Linked DNA regions of Pan troglodytes: region 1 is linked to region 2. Evidence: chromatin contacts called from public Hi-C data. All regions are on one chromosome and are shown on one strand. The core of a region is the stretch at or near the end of the contact, and the rest is flanking DNA. Distances in the headings are between cores, read along the strand shown. Region 1 holds the start of TPD52 (tumor protein D52). Region 2 has its middle 65 kb from the start of STMN2.

Region 1 (6,863 bases), core at 4,069-6,568, 360 kb after region 2:
AAAGGTAAAGAAATAATGATTTGTTTAGGAAACAGCAAAATTCATCTTCAAAAAGAATATTTTAAGCAGAAACCATTTTACAAATGAAATCTTACATACAATCCCAATATATATAGTGTAAATGTAGTATTTTGTTATTTTAAGTGCATTTTATGAGTTCAAATTGATAGCACTTACTGTAAAGTCAAAAACTGTGAACATGAAGTTATGATAAAAATCAAAAACTGAAATCAGGAATGAAAGATGATAACCCCAGTTTCCAATTTCTATATTTTGCTTTAATTGTCAAATATCAAGAAAATCCACCTATTACACCCCATGTGTTGATAAGGGGGTGAGGAAACATTGTCATGCACTGTAGGTGGGAGTTCAGTACAAACAGGCTGTAACTCAAATTGTGTGTACACTTTTACCCAACATATAACCTACAAATACACTCTTGTAAGTACACAAAAAATGCAAATGTTCACTGCAACACTGTTAGAAAACAAAAACAAACAGAAACAACCTAAAAGTTCAATAATTAAGGCCTTCCTACTTAAATAAATTATGCTACATCCACACCATGGAATACCAAGCAAATATTATGTAATGATAAGGAAAAATAGTCATACTTAGGTAAAAATTGCAATTTTCAGCAGCAGCAACTAAAACATACTAAGTGCTTATTAAGTATCAGGCACTTGTGTTAAGTGTTTTAAATAATGAATTCATTGAATCTCATAAAAATCTCATGACATAGGGGGAAAAGGAGATACACAGATATTAAGTAATTTTCCAAAGCAACACAGCTAGTAAATGGTAGAGGAACCAGGATTTAAACCAAGATTGCGTGACTGCAGAATTTACACTCTTTAACTGTAATATATTTTAAAACAGTATTCATACTACGAACCAATTAATGTTTTTAAATATATATAGCAATACTTAGCTTATACTTACATGTGTGTAATATAAAACTCTGCAGCTATGCATAAAAAACACACTCTCCAGCCTTGAGAAAGTAAGAAAAAGGGACTTTTACATTTCACATAATAACCTGCAGGGCTATTTAAATTTTCTTTCTAAAGTAACCAAATATTACTTTTATAAAATTTGTAAACAATATTTTTTTCAAAAACCCTGAATACACAATTGGCGTTTATTCATCTTGTAATCTCAGGATACTGTTCAATTAAATAGGTCCCGTAAGTTCAAAAGAGGTAAAGCAAGTTTTTTCACAAGTTGAATTCCTATCAATACCCAACAACTCCTCATATTCCTTACCATAAATATGTTAGAAAAACACTGAAAACTTCCAGTAAATACTAAAACTAAAACTAATGTGGTATTTTCAATTTCTTACTACTCTTAAAATTATTTTTACTCAATTATTCTGGACAGGCACATTCAACTGACATGCTCAAGGCTGTACTATTCTTACTTGTACAATTGTTTGTGGACAGTCACACATATATTACAATTCAACGACAGGCCAGGTATAACTGAAGTTCAAATATGCACTACATGTACTATTCAATCATTCACACATTTGGCAAATATTTACCGAGTGCCCACTATGGGTCAAGGACTGTGCTAGGCACTGGGAACACAACAGAATAAGAAAGACAAGGTCTCTGACCTCCTGAAACATTTTCTACTGGGAAAAAAGTTAGTAAAAATTTTATTCTGATGTGTCATGTGTTACTCTGGCACCACAAGTTAACATATTAGTGATGACGAATGTCCTTACATTTGGGATTAAATAAAATGGCATGTGCATGGTTGTTTTCTGGTGTTTTTTGTTTGGTTTTGGGCTTTTTGCCATGAAAAACTTAATTTTATTGTCTCTTTGAATGACACAGCTCAACCTCTAGTTAGAGCATATACTGTCTTATGTTTTTAAATAGCATTTTATATTCATTCATTAACAAAAAAATTATTTTTTAGAGTACTTTTAGGTTTACAGCAAAATTGAGAGTACAGTACAGACATATCCCATACCCCTCCTGTGCTGACACACACATAGCTTCCCCCACTGTCAACATCCCCCACCAGAGCGGTACATCAGTTACAAGAGATGAATCTACACGGTTTGATAAATTAAAGTTCATTATTAAGAAAACAATGGGACTTCAAAGAACTGTGTAATTGTGGAAGCATCTCTGTGAAACTATTCTCAGGAAGGCAGAAGGCTGGAGAAGAAACGGCTGGGGCCACATAAAAGCTAAAATGCACTGAATAAAGCTTACTCTGTACCAGTCAATGTACTGAGAGCACGTTAAATGTATTATTTCACATAAACTTCCCAGTAACTCCAGTTGAAGCATTATCTCCACTTTGAGATAAGACAGCAAACTTAGATAGGCTAAGTAAGTTGCCCAAAGTCACTCAGTTGAAAGATGGCAGAAACTGGAAACCTGAACTGAGCCGAAGCTTTTAACCCAAGCAGGGTCTTGAATGGCGGTAGGCCTCTGAAGCCACAGTAGAGAGATGCACCATTGTATATTTAATCTTGCAGGCAGTGTGAATGGAGGTTTAGAAGATTCTCAAGGAGAGCAATAAATAAATAACCTCATTAAGTCTGATTATAGAGCCCAACTTTAGGAAGATAACTTGATCCACAGTGTGTGTAATGACCTGAACCAGGGAGCAACTGAAGTCAGTGGTATCAATTAAGAAGGAGTAAAGGGGTTCACGTAACTTCAAATGCTTCAAAGCTAAGAATTTGCTGAACGGAGACTACAACACAGCCTCCTGATATCCTCCTCCCCAGGGAATTTTATTTCCATTAAACCAAGATGTCAAAGACTTGTGAATAAGAAATTGGTGAACTGTACATCACAACCAAACACATTTACCCATCATCTAGTAGAATAATGTTTTCTAAACTGTGTTAGACGGAGAACAACCACGCAGGGTGCAGAGATGCTGCTGAGCCTGAGCTGGACTGAGAAAATCTAACGGATGTGCTGGGACTGCCAGGAAACACCCCAGCCTCCTCCTGGAAAAACTGAACAGCCCAATTAGAACTGCCTTGGAAAGGAAAGGAAAGAGAAAAGGAAAGGAAAGGGAATTCTGGGGACTCTAAAACACCTTGGTTGTTTCCTTCATTAAATAAACAGTATATTTTTAGTTTCAAACACTTAACTTACTATACATGTGATGCTACAATTTTCACTCTTACCACAATTAACTCAGCAATTGAGAATTATTTTGGGGGGTTTCCGAAGGGGCTTAGAATGTGGTGTGAATGGGAGCGAAGTGAGTGAGAAATATTAGGTAAGAAATAGAAAAACTCCTTTCCTATACAAATATTTGGAAGGGAGCACTGAACTCTATGTTTCCAACCTTACTGCACTTAACTCTTATGGCCTTACCTTAAGGATGGATCTAAAATCCATCCCTTAGGTGGCTTCAGGTCAGTCATCGCTATTCTGCTAGTATTTTATGACTTCTCCATATATGGTAGAAAGAATAATGCCCCCTCCCCCTACAAAGACATCCACATCCTAATCTCTAGAATTTGTGAAGATGTTACCTTCCCTGGCAAAGGAGAATTAACTTTGCAGGTGGAATTAAGATTGCTAATCAGCTGATCTTAAAATAGATTATTTTGGATTATCTGGGGAGGCCAGATAATCCAGAATAATCTATTTTAGATTATCTAGGGAGGCCAATGTAATCACAGGGATCTCAAAAGCAGAAGACGGGGGAGGGGGGCGGGGGGCCGGGCGGGGTCAGCCAGGCCAGGTGGCTCACATCTGTCATCTGTAATCCCAGCACTTTGGGAGGCCAACGCAGGAGGATCACTTGAACCCAGGAGTTCAAGACCAGCCTAGGCAACATGGCAAAACCCCATCTCTACAAAAAAAAAAAAAAAAAACAGAAAAAACAATTAGCCGAGAGTGGTGGTGCACACCTGCGGTCCCAGCTATGAAGCAGGAGGATCACTTGAGCCCAGGGGGTTTAGCAGTGAACTGAGATCATGCCACCACACTCCAGCGTGGGTGACAGAGCGAGACCCTGTCTCAAAAAACAACAAAACAAAAAAATCCAAAAAACAAAAAAGTAGAAAACAGAGGCTTAGAAAAGACAGGCCAGGAAGAGATTCTCCTAGAAGCTACGGAAAAGAACACAACTTCACCAACACCTTGATTTTAGACCAGTGAGATCCCATCTGACTTCTCACAGCCCTAAGAACAACACATTTCCTGTGTTTTACGCCACTAAATTTGTAGTAATTTGTTACAACAGAAAATAATAAACTAATATACCAGGCTTCTTCTAGTCCTTGGATTTCAGAAAAATTTTGACATCAGTAATTGCTACTAAAATGACCCTATAACCCAGGACACTGCCAGTCTTGTGAAATGTTTGCTACTACTCCCTAGGAAGAAAAATACAGAAATTGAGAGTTTATTTGTATATAATTCAATTTCATGTCTGCTGAGTTTAATTATTAAAAACTTAGGCTTGTAATTTTATTTCTTCCATTTCATTTATCTATAAATTTATGGTATTTTACAAAAGTACTGGCTGAGACAAACGGAGATTTTATTTTACTTTTTAAAAAAAGAAGACATTTACAAAAGAGAGGTGAAGCGCTGACAAGTTAAATCACTTGCCCAAGTTCAGAAAGTGATTCATCACCCAGTCATTAAATTAACAAATGTTTATGAAGGGCCTTCTACTCCAGACAGCAAGCTCCATGCTAGAGCTACTGTTCAGAACAAGACCCAGCAGAGCCCTGCCTCTCCGTGTGAGTCCCATTCTCCTCAGCGTCCCAGGAATCGCCCTAGATCGCCTCCCCAGCAGCGCTCCCCGCTGGTTACCCTCCCACCAGCATTCAATCCCAGGAAAACAAGCGCAGTGTGGACAGACCCGGCCCAGTACGCAAATGCCACACAAAAGGACAACGAAAGGAAGAAAAACACCAAGCACAGATTCTAGGGGCCGAGGGCTGAGCCACAACGCACCGCAACTCCGGAAAACTGGGCCCCGGACCTCAGCTCCCCTTCCTAAGCCAGGCTCCGCCCCTATTCCCGACCCCGCCCACCGCGTCGTTGGCGTAATTCCCGCGACTCCCTCTCACCTGCCCGGGCTCCACCTTCTGTAGAAGCTCCGAGTGCCGCTCCAACGCGCTCGCGAAACCGCCTACGCGCGTCTTAGGCTCCTTGGCATTGGAACTACCACTTTCGGATCCACTCTCAGTGCCCACACCCCGAAAGGGCCTGGAGAAGAGAAACACTCGCAGAAAATGGCTCTCGGCAGCCACAGCACGGGTCCGACACAGCGCCGCCATGACTTCTTTACCTCTGACCTTTGACCTCCCCTCCGCAAGCGCGCGGGTCACGGGGCGGAGCTATGAGAGGTCCGCCCCCCGGACGCAGAGCTCTGGAGGCCAACGAGGCGTGTCTTCCTTTCATCTGGGAGTGGCGTGGGGAAGAAGAGACTTAAGCTAAAATTGGTGGGCTAAATAGTTGGAAAGGGGCCTGGTTAAGTTTTGCGTTAGAAGTGCGTTTAACTTGCAGGAATTTCGCCTTCCTGGGCATCCGTTGGACCCCAATGTACTGTAAATTCTGCTAACGCGACGCTCGTTCTCCCGCTCTGCCGTCCCCCCTACATGGCCGCCAGCACTCGAGTTTGGGGTCTTCACTCAAATATGAGGGTCTCCTTGATTACCCTATTTAGAAGTGGAAGCCCAAATGCAGACTCTCTGGCACCTGTTTTTCTTAGTACCATGTAGCACTTTCTAATATGCCACATATTAATATTAAATATTTAATAATATTTAGTGTCTACTCCCAACTTTTTAAACTTTGAAAAGAGGAACTTTGCTGTAGGGTCCCTAGCACCAGGCACAGATTAGGGCTCACCCAACATTTGCCAAACCCTGCATCCAAGTTTGTCCTTTGCCACTTCTGCAGCCAGTCCACTCACGCCACAAAAATAGTTTTTCTGAAATGTTTTGACACCTCTAGATACCTATTATCTAACTTAGGAGTTCAGAAGTTTTGGAATGTCCCTAAGTATTGCACCGCCGTAGGCCCCCACCCTCACTCTGGATTTTCTTTCCCTTTTCTCCTGCAGTGTTAATTCCCAAAATTTACCCACCCTGTTCAAAACAGCCTAACATCATTCTTGAGAAAGTGTTTATTAATTAGTTGTCCGTCTATCTTTGACCCAGCAGTTTAATATTAATCCACAGTTAGTTTTATTTTGGGGGCACACACCTTTCCAGTTCATTTGCAAGTACTTCGAGAGAAAGAATTTTTATGATCACAGACCCTATTTTAAGAATGCCTTGACTATGGGTTTTAAGCTTTTCTGATGCTCTCTAATGGTACAGATAGTGTTAAGAACACGAAGTGCACTGATCTCAGAATGGTGCACAATTGTATGAATCACATAAAATTATTACTAGCTAACTGTATGGTAGTCCTTACAAATTCATTAAGGGGCCTACAATAAATTCTCCAGGTGAGTTCTCCCTCTTGGCAGTTAAAACTGTTTATCTCCCGAGACTATTAATGGACTCTTGCCTAGAACAGTTTTGCATTATTTTCTACGGATGGTGCTACTTCCACTTTTTTTCAGGAGAAAGTGTGGTAAATTGTAAAGAGCATGGCCAGTGGTCTTCAAGAACCCTCAGTCTGACTGGGCAGGGCGGCTTACACTTGTAATCCCAGCACTTTGTGAGGTTGAGGAGGGAGGATTGCTTGAGATTAGGAGTCCGAGACCAGCTTGGGCCATAGCAAGAACCAGTCTCTACCAAAAAATAGAAAAATCAGCCTGGTGCAGTGGTGCATGCCTGTAGTCCCGGCTACTTGGGAGGCTGATGGAGGAGGATCACTTGAGCCCAGGAGTTTGAGGCTGCAGTG
Region 2 (6,292 bases), core at 3,734-6,233:
TCTCAGTATTGCTGCTTCTCTATCTCCTTTGCTGCCTCTTCTTCTACCCAAACTCTAAATGTTGGCATGCCCCAGGGATCAGTCTTTGGTCTCCTTCTTTTCTATATCCACACTTACTCTTACTTCATTGGGTGATCTACACCCATCTTGCAGTTCAGACATCATATATATGCTGCTAGTTCCCAAACTCATTTTTCCAGATTTGTCCCCTGAACTAGTCTCATGTGACGAACTGACTACCTAAACATCTTCGTTTGTATACATAAGTGCCATCTCCAAACACATCCAAAACAATACTCCCAACATTCCCTCCCCATCTCTTGCATTTTCATTCTTCTAATTGCTCAGCCAAAATTCTTGTACTATCTTTGATTCCTCTTATTCTCTACATGCCCCACATACAAACATAAGAAAATTCTGTTGCCTCTATTCTCAAAATCTGCCTATCTAGATGGAGATATAGATATAGACGCTATCACCTCTGTCTAATCTACCATTATCTCTTGTTTGGATTATTGAAATAGCTTCCTAGCTATTTGGAAACAGCATGATGTGCTAGACAATACTTTGGACTTTTGAACAAAATGCTGGATTCAAAGCCCACCTTTGTTACTTAGCAGTCATGTGACAATAAACAAATAGATTAAACCCTTTGGCCTCTGTTTCCTCAGATGTAAATTGGAGGACGATAATAGTACCAACCTCATAAAGTTTAGTGAGAATTCAATGTATTAGCAACTTAAAGCTCTGAAAGCAATGTCTGACCCCTAGTGAATCATACATACTATTATACTCACAAAGTATAAAGTATTCATTCTTTTTGTTATTTTTATCTAAAAGGAACTGAGATTCAAGCTCTTTAAATATAATTTCAACTTTATTTCAGATCCAGGGGTACATGTGCAGGTTTGTTACATGGGTATACCACGTGATGCTGAGGTTTGAGGTACAAATGATCTCGTCACACAAGTCCTAAGCATACTACCCAATATTTAGTTTTTCAGCCCTTCCCCCTGCCTCCCACCCATGTCTAACTAGTCCCTGGTGTCCACTGCTGCCATCTTTATGTCCATGGCCACCCAAGGTTTAGCTCCCACTTATAAGTAAGAACATGTGGCATTTGGTTTTCTGTTTCTGCGTTAATTTGCTTAGGATTATGGCCTCCAGCTACATTCATGTTGCTGCAGAATACATGATTTCATTATTTTTTATGATTGCATAGTATTCCATGTTGTATGAGTACCACATTTTCTTTATCCAGTCCACCACTGACTGGCACCTAGGTTGACTTCATGTTTTTTGCTATTGTGAATAGTACTGTGATGAACATGTGAGTGCATGTGTCTTTTTGGGTTTTGGGAAGGCGATATGGTTTGGCTGTATCTCCACCCAAATCTCACCTTGCATTGTAATAATCCCCACATGTCAAGGGTGGGGCCAGGTGGAGATAACTGAACCATGGGGGCAGTTTCCCCCATGATTCTCATGGTAGTGAATAAGTCTCACAAGATCTGATGGTTTTATAAATGGGAGTTGCCCTCCACAAGCTCTCTTGCCTGACACCATGTAAGATGTGACTTTGCTCCTCCTTTGCCTTCTGCCATGATTGTGAGGCCTCCCCAGCCACGCGGAACTGTGAGTCCATTAACGTCTTTTTATTTATAAATTACCCACTCCAAGGCAGTCCTTTATAGCAGTGTGAGAATGAACTAATACAGGGTGTTTGGTTTTGTTTTATTTTTTTGCTTTTTTGTTTTGTTTTGACACAGAGTCTTACTCTGCCGCCCAGGCTGAATGCAGTGGCACAATCACAGCTCACTGCAACCTCAAACTCCTGGCTCAAGCCATTCTCCCACCTGAGCTTCCCGAGTGGCTGGGACTACAGAGGTGCACCACCATGCCCAGCCGATTTTTTTTTAAAAATTTTGTAGAGATGGAGTCTCACTATGTTGCCCATGTTAATCTTGAACCCCTGGGCTCAAGTGATCCTCCCACCTCAGCCTCCCAAAGTGCTGGGATTACAAGCATGAGCCACCACCACCACACTCAGCATTTTGGCAGAATTTATTTTCCTTTGGATGTATAGCCAGTAACAGGATTTCTGAGTCGAACTGTAGCTCTGTATTAAGTTCTTTGAGAAACTTCAAAACTGCTTTCCACAGTGGATGAACTTATTTACATTCCCACCAACAGTACATAAGTCCAACAGTACATAAGTGCTCCCTTTTCTCTGCAGCCTCATCAACATGTTATTTTTTGCCTTTTAAAAAATAGCCATTCTAACTGGCATGAGATGACATCTCATTGTGGTTTTGATTTGCATTTCACTGATGATTAGTGATGTTGAGCATTTTTTCACATGTTTGTTAGCCACTTGTATGTCTTCTTTTGAGAACTATCTGTTCATGTGTTTTGCTCATTTTTTCATGGGGTTATTTGTGTTTTGCTTGTTCAAATGTTTAAGTTCCTTATAGATTCTGGACATCAGGCCTTTGTCAGATCCATAGTTTGTGAATATTTTCTCCCATTCTGTAGGTTTTCTGTTTAATCGATTGATAGTTTATTTTGCTGTGCAGAAGCTCTTTAGTTTAATTAGGTCCCACTTGCCAATTTTTGTTTTTGTTGCAGTTTCTTTTGAAGATTAGTCATTAATTCTTTCCCAAGACTGATGTCCACAATGGTGTTTCTTGGGTTTCCCTTTAGGAGTCTTATAGTTTAAGGTCTTACATTTAAGTCTTTAATTCATCTATCTTGAATTAGTTTTATATATGATGAAAGGTAGGGATTCAGCTTCATTCTTCTGCATCTGGCTAGCCAGCTATCCCAGCACCATTAAATGAATAGGTAGTCCTCTCCCCCATTCCTTATTTTTGTTGACTTTGTCAAAGATCAGATGGCTGTAGGTGTGCAGTTTATTTCTTCGTTGTCTCTTCTGTTGCATTGGTCTACATGTCTGTTTTTGCATCGGTACCATGCTGTTTTGGTTACCATAACCTGATAGTATAGTTTGAAGTTGAGTAGTGTGATTCCTCCAGCTTTGTTATTTCTGATTAGGATTGCTTTGGCTACTCAGGTTGTTTTTTGGTTCCATATGAATTTTAGAAAAGTTTTTTTCTCTTTCTGTGAAAAAATGACATTGGTAGCTTGATAGGAATAGTGCTGAGATACAAACTTTTCTTTCATGAACTTTAAACTCATTCCAAATAGCTATTCAAAAGAATTTTTATAGTTTTACCTAGACAACTTACATTCTCATAGAAGTTTTATTAGAGATTTAATTTTCAAACACATATTTGCCTGCAATGAGAACCTGTGTGTGTGTGTGTGTGTGTGTGTGTGTGTGTGTGTGTGTGTGTGTATGGCCATTTTGGGAACATAGTAAGGTATAAATGAACATATTTATTCTCACAATTTTTGTGGCCACAAAGAGCAAACATATTAGTCACATACCTTTACTTTGCTGAATGAATATATCACCCAACAAAACGTAAGAATCAGTTACAACCTCAAACTGTTGTCAACAACTTTCTATATGTAATTCATTTACTTACTCACTAACAAGCACTCACTCGGAAACAATATTTTGCTTCTATAGCTCTTTCATTATCTACTGGGAGATGAACAATTAATGGCAAATTATATACTCTAAGGAAATAGTGGGAGTAACAGAATGACTCAAGGATTCTCCCAAAGTTTCACATCTTGAGTAATATCTATCTTGGAAACTGTTAATGTTCACACATTCAATATGAAATTAATGGTTACAGAAGAAAGGAACATAATTTCTAGTACAAGGCTATAAACCAAGCATAGTTATATATTACCACAAAAGAGATGGGAAAAAATCTATTAAACGTGAGCAATGTCTACTGTTACAGAATATGTATTACAGAATCAAATGCAACCTTCTTAATTAAACTAGATTATATTTTTTGGCTAGGTTTTCATTTTTGTAAAATGATATTAACACCAAATGTAGGAGAAGAGCAAGAAAAAAGTGCTAGAAACAAGGCGGTCTTTTGGAAAAAAAAATTACCCACCTCCAATCTGTTCTACACACTCTAACCAAAGAGGGAGGGAGGTGTCTAAAACTGAAATCTGATTGTGTCACTTCTCCACTTAAAATATTTTGGGAGATTGTCATTGCCCTTAAGATAATCTAAATTCTGTAGCATAACTTACAAACTTGTGATCTCACTGCTTTCATCTCTTACCAGAGCCTCATAACCTATGTAGCAGCCTCATTTCCTTTGGTTTCTGGAAAATACTGTGATTTGCTATTCCTAACATTTAACAGAGCGTCTAGTTTATAGCAGGAGTCTTATAAATACTTATGGAGCGAATGAATGAATGAAAATGAATGGATAAAATAAAGAGAACACATACTTTTTAAATGATTTTGATATTCATCTTCTCTTTTCATAGCTATAGCCCACAACCATAGCCAATGACAACTTTTTTTAAGTGTCTGGATAGTAAAAAACAAAATAATTAAAAACTCAGATTTAAAAGTAATTTCAACAGATTAACAAGTTGATTTTTCAGTCACTGGGCAGGTCTGCACGTGACTGCAGACAGAATAAAAACTTTGTAATTTTGGTGCTATAAACCAAGGATGATAATTGTGAATACACATGTTTTGAAATCTAATTTTTTAATTAAAATGTTTAAAGTCAATGGTGAGTTCCTTTCATTTCAGTGATACTATAAATGATTTAAGGAACAAAGTTTTTAAAAATCATAACTGAGAAGTCACCAGTTGGATCAAGATGTAGGGCTGGATACATTCATGTATCACTGCCTCTACTCAAAACCTGCGAAATGGCATCAAAGATATTTAAAGATAAAATAATTCCACTGCAGTAATGGAAAACAAAGTTTCTATAACCAGGCCAGAAATTTTGAGCAACCTCCGAAAGACAGATGGACTCAGATCTATAGAGAAACCCAGCTGGTGGAAGCCATGTATTGCAGAGGTATATGCAATTTGGGGGAGCCCTAAGCCCAGAGTCAAGAGGTAACAGATGCTAAAGCAATCAGATATGACTGCATATTTAATTGAGAACATGTTTCTTGAGCATCCAGTCCAACTGACTCCCTTCCCCTTTCCAGGTTTTGCTGAGCATTGGGCAGTGATCACTCTTTGGACTCACACTAAAGCAGTCCTAAGAGTATAAGCCCTAAGGACACAGAGGCAGAGTAGTGCCTCAGATAGCTATTCCCGCCAAAGAAGCATAGGAGTCCACATACCCACAAACAAACCCTCCCTCTACACAGCACACCCTCCCCCTCTCTATATTCACCGCGTGAAGTTTATGCTAAATAGAAACGGCATTCAAATGCCTGCAAACAAAAGCTCAGAAATAAAGAAGAGCATGCCACAGAGAATCACAATGTTTGAGAAAAGCAAATGCCATAAAATAGAGACACTAAAATAAAACAAACAGAAACAAAAACAAATGAACAGAAAATCTGAGATTGGCTTAATGAAGAAAATAGAGGGCTTTGAAATAAGAATAGCTAATATCCTCAAATGAAGAACAGAGCATATCACTCGCATTAAAAGAAAAGCTAAAAAGAAAGAAGGATGGGTGGAGGGTTCCAACATTCATCTAAAAGCTCTTCTAGATCATTTAGGTTGGAGAGGGGAAGTTCATGTACAAAATAAAGAAATAACAGAAGAAAATGTTCTAGTACTAGTGTGAGTCAGAGAATAGAAAGAACCCACCAAGTGCCAAACAGAGTGAATAAAAAGAGACTATACCCACACAAATGCTCATGTTTGAAACTTCAAATCCTTTAAATTTCAACAGAGGTAAAAATAACTTACTTATGAAGTAATAAAGATCAAATTGCCTCTGAACTTTTGGCAACTCTAAATGCTGAAAGATAATGGAGTAGTATCTTTTTTTCCCTTTATATATACATATATATATATATTATTACACTTTAAGTTCTAGGATACATGTGCACAACATGCAGGTTTGTTACATATGTATACATGTGCCATGTTGGTGTGCTGCACCCATTAACTCATCATTTACATTAGGTATATCTCCTAATGCTATCCCTCCCCTCTCCCCCAACCCCGCAACAGGCCCCGGTGTGTGACGTTCCCCTTCCTGTGTCCAAGTGTTCTCGTTGTTCAATTCCCACCTATGAGTGAGAACATGTGGTGTTTGGTTTTTTGTCCTCGCGATAGTTTGCTGAGAATGATGGTTTCCAGCTTCATCCATGTCCCTGCAAAGGACATGAACTCATCATTTTTTATGGCTGCATAGCATTCCATGGT

Evidence for each region. Hi-C and Micro-C count contacts between places; a contact is called where the count stands out from the background.
Region 1: a Hi-C map of induced pluripotent stem cells shows a contact between it and region 2, with 2.1 times the contacts expected there. The contact joins the promoter of TPD52 here to the enhancer-like site in region 2. A contact is called at or near these places in 4 of 7 Hi-C or Micro-C datasets (induced pluripotent stem cells, a lymphoblastoid cell line and stem cell-derived neural progenitor cells) and 1 of 1 datasets of contacts at active chromatin or transcription factors (stem cell-derived excitatory neurons).

The regions. Positions count from the first base shown.
Region 1 is chr7:88,671,714-88,678,576 of NHGRI_mPanTro3-v2.0_pri, forward strand. TPD52 (tumor protein D52) reads right to left here and starts at 5,319. Exons shown (of 5, transcript XR_010159618.1): 1 at 5,075-5,319.
Region 2 is chr7:88,314,943-88,321,234 of NHGRI_mPanTro3-v2.0_pri, forward strand. No RefSeq gene overlaps it. Among named protein-coding and RNA genes, the nearest start is that of STMN2, 65 kb to the left of the region's middle. Within about 2 kb of position 4,984, at least 1 of the 24 cell types and tissues checked has an H3K27ac peak or open chromatin away from gene starts, as enhancers often do. A contact at or near this core is called in induced pluripotent stem cells, where this site is marked.